Linked DNA regions of Mus musculus: region 2 is linked to region 1. A link is a contact called in public promoter capture Hi-C data. All regions are on one chromosome and are shown on one strand. Each heading gives the region's core, a stretch centred on a gene start, on an enhancer-like site or on the middle of the called end of the contact. The rest is flanking DNA. Distances are from core to core; before and after follow the strand shown.

Region 1 (2,971 bases), core at 335-2,834:
TATTGGGTTGACATTTGAAGAGCAGCTGTGATTTCTTGGGACCAAGCAAAGCTGGTTGACTTGCGTGACAAACTGTAAATAGTTCCCACACCAGACTCATTCCCCGGATACAGTCTTTTTACCTGGAGTAAAATCCAGAACACAAGGTTTAGAGCCCCTGGAAACCCGGATCCTTAAAACCGGCGCCGGAGCCAGGCGCCCCCTGGTGGCAGCCATGAGGCTCGAGTCGGAACTAGCCACTGGTTTTGCATAGTGGGAAACCTGAGCCCAGAGAAGGGGCCAGGATCGCTGAGAAATGAACTCTACTTACTTTGAGCGGCTGGTGCTCTTCTTGCTACCTTAAATGAGAGCCGAGAGGAAAAGGCTCTTTGATTCTTCAAGTCTGGGGATGGATGCAATGAGCCCACCTTACAGAGTAAGAAATCGAACCCTAGGAGCTCTAATTGGATCATGCTCCCAACAGGAGGGCAGTGACGCGGACTTCAATTGGAGCTAGGCCTATCTGACCTCTAACCTTATCAGGACAGATGCCTGCTGTCACCTTCTCCCCTCTCACTTCCTGCGTTCCCAGAGCCCGCGGTGATGATTCTTGTTCTGTCCTGAGAGCAGAACATCGGGAGAGAGAGAGGCCCTTGCTCCCTTCACAGGGGTCAAAATAAACAGAGCCAGTGACTGCTCTTGGCTTGAGCAGGGTGGAGGTCTGTCTGGGAAAAGGACACTGAACATGAAAGGGACAAGTGGCTTCTCCTGTCACGCAGTGGCACCAGAAGAATCTCTCAGGGGAGGAAGTGAAGGCTGACCCTGAGTCTTGGACAAGCGTTCCCTCCTCTGGTAGTCTCCCCACTTTTTGTCTGTTAAATAGGTTCCCTTGTAGGGGTTCAGTGGGACGACAGCATGGCATTTTTTGGGGGGCAACTTGAAGCTTATAAGTGATGCTGGTTTTTAGCACTCCCCTGGGACAGAGCTCTGTGCTGGGAAAGGAAACAGCTGCCAGGAACTGTCCCTTCCCCACGAACCCTGTGGCCTCTGAACCCTGGCCCACAGGACCTAAGCTGGCATTCGATACACGCATCAAATGGCTTTCTCCACTCCCTTCCAAGTGGCTTTAGGATGTGAGACATCTCTGTCCCTTCCTTGATCTAGCTGGATTGAAGGCCCGAATTCCATCCCTCATGGTAGGGGTAAAGCCTAGCTTCAGCTTCTATCCAGACCCCAAGGAAAGCCTATTGGCGACTGGGGTTGTCTCTGGGGAGGCCATGCTGAGGCTAGTGGCTAGAACCTTTGGGTTACCATGTCAGGATCCTGTCATTTATGAATCAAACCTCTTCTGGTGTCCAAAGCTGGATACGGACCCCCATGAGACCTTGTCATGGTCCAGTTTTTTCTTCTGTGCTCCTCCGACATCTAGAATGCTGACCTGGTGCTTTCCTGTTTCTGGCCACAGTGCCCGTGTTTCAGAAACCAGGCAGAGAGCAAAAGGGGGGTGGTGGTGGTTAAAGGCTGGCAGCAAGAAAGGCTGACAGGAGGCGGGGACTCTGGGGGTGCTGAGGACTATAAAGGGGCACAGCCATGAACAGGGAGACAGTCCAGCAGGAGGTAGGTGTCTGGGCCCAACACTCACTAGCTCAGCACACAGGGTAAGTGAGCTCACTCTGTCCTGCCTCTGGGGACTCCTTGGGTTGAGGCTGGTGATGGAGGGTCGGAATTGGTGCTTCGTAGGGCTGGATCCCTCAAGGGACCTAAAGTCCTCCTTGGGTCTTTCTCTGCATCTGGACAAACCTGTCAGTGGAAAGCAGGACCCACCGTGTCATAGACTTCTGTCCCTTTGCTTTACAAGTTAATTCTGTGTCCCCCACCCTGTGGTTCCCACCAGCTCTGGCTACTCCTGCCTCCTCAGAGCCATCAGTGTCCTAAGTCCTGTGTATCCAGCCTTCATACCTAGTTCTTCTGCTGTTTTTTTATGTTGCCAAGGCTTGGGTACTCTGGCTGCTGGCTTGAGGGGTGTGTATGTGGAGGTGTCCTGTTTTCTAGGGAAGGAAGGTGGTTGATGCTGGTGGCTCCTGGGTCTGCCCTTGTCCCCAGGCTTGGCTTGAAGAAATGTGTGGTAGGTGGTGGCTGGGCAGGTAGGTCTTGGACACAGGAGGATCTGCTGATGGGCTGTGTTCTGCTTCCACGATTCCTTGTTCATTAGATGGCCGTCGCATACTGCTGCCTCTCCCTGTTTCTCGTATCCACTTGGGTGGCTCTGCTGCTGCAGCCCCTGCAGGGGACCTGGGGAGCCCCCCTGGAGCCAATGTACCCAGGCGACTATGCGACACCTGAGCAGATGGCACAATATGAAACTCAGCTCCGCAGATACATCAACACACTGACCAGGCCTAGGTAGGGTGGTGTGTGTGTGTGTGTGTGTGTGTGTGTGTGTGTGTGTGAGAGAGAGAGAGAGAGAGAGAGAGAGAGAGAGCTCTTTAACCCTAGTCTCTTCAATGCCTGCTCTGAGAAAAAAATACTTCTGAGTGGCTTGGATCCATGGGCCGTGGGCAGGAAAGCGTCTACGTGGGGGATACAAAGCAGGTGACTGACAGTGAGAACTATACTTATCCCAGCTGTCTTCCTTCCCAGGTATGGGAAGAGAGCCGAGGAGGAGAACACAGGTGGACTTCCTGGAGTGCAGCTCTCCCCCTGCACCAGCCCCCCAGTTGGCTTGATTCCCTGCTCTGCGCCCTGGAGCTGAAGGCAGGTGTGGAAAGGGGGGGATCCAGAGGAGGCGGAGTAAGGGAAAACAAGGTCTTGGGGTACAAGGACTGTCCTTCCTCATGATTCCCTTCTTTCATTACAGGGAGCTCTGCCCAATGGACTTGCAGCCTCTCTTGTCTTCAGCCCGTGGCTGTAGGAGAGTACAGGTCCAGCTCTTTCCTCTGCAGTCTTGCAACAACCTGCTCCCTTGCAAACTAAATAAAGCAAATTAAAATCA
Region 2 (2,838 bases), core at 332-2,831, 720 kb before region 1:
GCTGGGGAATCCCTCTGAGTTCCTGAGCAGTCTGATCTACATAACAAGCTCTAGGACAGCCAAGGTGACCCCATCTCAAAAAACAAAGAAGCAAACAAAAATAAAGGTTCAGAGCACAGCACAGTGGGGGTGGTGTCTGCCTTAGACCCCGCCTCCTGAGACAAAGGCAGGAGCATCAAGACTTCAAAGCTAGCTCTCAGCCACAGGTCGAGTCTGAGATCAGCCTGTGCTATAATGGGACTTCGTTTCATAAAAAATCAAACAAAATATCAAAAATGAAACATGAGGCTCAAAGTGAGCACATTCTTTGATTTTTAGAGAGAAGCCAAAAAAAAAAAAAAAAAAAAAGGATTTAAAAATTTGGGCACTTTCCTAAAAAAAAAAAAAAAAAAAACCACACACATCATAGCAACCAAACAAAATTTCGGAGGGTGTGGGTAGGCAATGGACCATCCCTTTTCATCCCAACCTGTGACCTAGCTTCGGGAGAAATTTGATCCACAAGTCGCCTCACTTGTTAGTGTTTAATTTCATCCCTGTCCAGGGGCAAAACTTTTAAAAAGCCTATCCATTTGTAATTCTAGAGTACAGGAATGGCCCTCCCCTCCCATCTCTTTGGTAAACTGCCTTTCACCACCCAGTCTCAATCTCGTTAAAGTATTTAGGGGAATTTCTCGTTTCTTTTTTAATAAAGATTTATTTTTTATTATTTTTAATTATGTGTCTCTGGGTCTATGTGTAGGTATGTGCACATCGATATAGGTGCCCCGAGAGAGTCGGATCCTCCAGAGGCTGGAGTTACAGGTGGTTGTGAACCACACAACGTGGGTGTAGAAGATTCTCTGCAACAGTAGTACAAACTGCATAGCCGCTGAGCCGTCTCTCCCGCTAGTTTTCCTTTTCTTAACCCGCAGTTTCGGCCAGGGGAATTCCTGTCCATGTGCATTTCAAGTCTTGTAATTGGGATCCCGCTGGGATGCAAGGAGTTAAGAGGAAATGGCCTATTAGGGTCTTACTAATCCGAGAAATCCAGGACCTCAAAACTATGCAGAACGCCTGTAAAAACCATGATTCCACCAGGCGGGGATGGTTGGCCGAGAAGCCCCGGAGGTTTTTCGAGCAACTGCAGAGCAGAGCCTAGAACGGCCATGAGCATCCCGAGATCCGCTGGACCAAGGCCCTGACCTAGCGCACGAGATAACGGTGGAGCTCTGCGGTCCGACCCTGGAAACTCAGGTGAGGCGTGTCTCCATCACGCTGTCACTGGCCGGCTCCTCCGGGGAATCACGCCACAGGAAATGAGCCCGCGGCGCTCGAAGTCAGCCGCCCACCGGGGCTCCCCGCGCAGGGGTCCTCCCGCCACCGCGCGCCCCGCCGCGTACGGGACCGCCCGGGAACGCGCGCGGCCGGTCACGGAAAGTTGGCGCCGGCGCGGGGCCGCGCGCTCCGGGCGCCCCCTCCCACTCGAGGCGCACGTGCAGCCGCGCCCCCGCTCCCAGGCCGAGACGGGACGCCCCCACCCCCACCGCGGCACGCAGTGCGCAGGCGCCTCCCCGCGGGTCCCGGCGGCGGGAGCGGGAGAGAGGGAGGCGGCGGGCGCGGCCGGAGCGGCTTCAGCCTCGGCTTGAAGGCTGAGGCGAAGGAGGCGGCGGCGGTGGCGGCGGCGGCGAGGCGGCGAAGGTGATGGCGACGCGGGGCCCATGAGGCGGCGGCCGGCGGGACGGGCCGAGGCCCGGCGGAGGAGGCGGCTTCGGGGGCGCCCACCGCCGGGTGAGCGGCGGCTTGAGGGGCCCCGGGCCGGGCGCGGCCGGGCGAACTCTGAGGCGCCTCGAAAGCGGCGGCGGCGGCGGGCCGGGTTCCTGGGGGCGGCAGGGCGGGAAGGAGCGCCCGCCGAGCCCCGAGGGGCGTCGCCACCCGCGTCCCGCCGCCGGCGCGCCCGCCCTCTTTGTCCCCAGGCGCGCGGTTCCCAAATTGGGAGGGAAACGGCTCGGGCGGGCCGGGAGCGGGCGGCGGTGCTCCCGCAACTCCTCGGGGCGGTTGGGGGACCCGGCCGGGCTGGCGCTGGGCGGGCTCGTCTTTGTCTGACGGCCTGGGCCGCTCTTCGGCGGCGTGCTGCGGGCTCCGGCGGGTCCTCTGTCCCCCTCGGAGGTTTCTTTTTCCCCCCTTTTTTACTGGAGGTTTGGTTCGAGCGCTGCGGAGCGGGAGAGGGGCTGGCGGGAGGACCCGGCCCGTCGCCTCTTGCTGGACGCCTTTTCTTTACTTGAGATGACTTTATTCTCACTTCGGAAAACTTTGGAGCTCTGCTGTGGCCTTTTTTTTTTTTTTTTTAATTGTTCTTCGTTGAGTCTCCAGATTGAAAATAGAGAGGAGGCGCTAATGCTGTGATTGGGCTGGCTGCCGCGTTTGGAGTTTCGAGTTGAAAAGATTTACATGACCCATGTTTAGAATTTGGGGTCCTCCCCCGCCGGTCCCCGCTTTGCGGATTATTTGGGATTGCTTTTCTTTTGCGAAGTGGGATGAGTTTGGTTTTTGTCATTTGAAGACATTTTCCTTTTGGTCCTCGGGGACTGGCAACGCCACAGATTTCATTGTGCTCGGGCTTTATTTTGTTCTCGTCCACACTAGGTGCAATCGAGGAACTCAAGGTAGACCAAATTCTGGATAAGTTATCTTGTATGTGTCTTAAGTCTAAAAGTTATTGCTTTTGTTGTGCACCCTTACAAGTGGATATATGTGAAAGCGCTGTACAAAAAGCCTTGTAAACGAAAGACTTTAGTTCTGTTAGGCAGAAATCATTTTGTCTGTAGTACATGAGTAACTGTAGGAAGAGGATTAATA

Evidence for each region. Promoter capture Hi-C pulls out the DNA fragments that hold promoters and counts their contacts.
Region 2: a promoter capture Hi-C map of pre-B cells shows a contact between it and region 1, with 2.4 times the contacts expected there. The contact joins the promoter of Gjc1 here to the promoter of Ppy in region 1. A contact is called at or near these places in 2 of 39 promoter capture datasets (cranial neural crest and pre-B cells) and 1 of 115 datasets of contacts at active chromatin or transcription factors (pancreatic cancer cells).

The regions. Positions count from the first base shown.
Region 1 is chr11:102,099,932-102,102,902 of GRCm38.p6, reverse strand. It overlaps Ppy (pancreatic polypeptide), which reads left to right and starts at 1,584. Exons shown (of 4, transcript NM_008918.2): 1 at 1,584-1,637; 2 at 2,192-2,382; 3 at 2,620-2,737; 4 at 2,837-2,971. The coding sequence starts at 2,192. The coding sequence ends at 2,731.
Region 2 is chr11:102,817,902-102,820,739 of GRCm38.p6, reverse strand. Gjc1 (gap junction protein, gamma 1) reads left to right here and starts at 1,581. Exons shown (of 3, transcript NM_001159382.1): 1 at 1,581-1,770.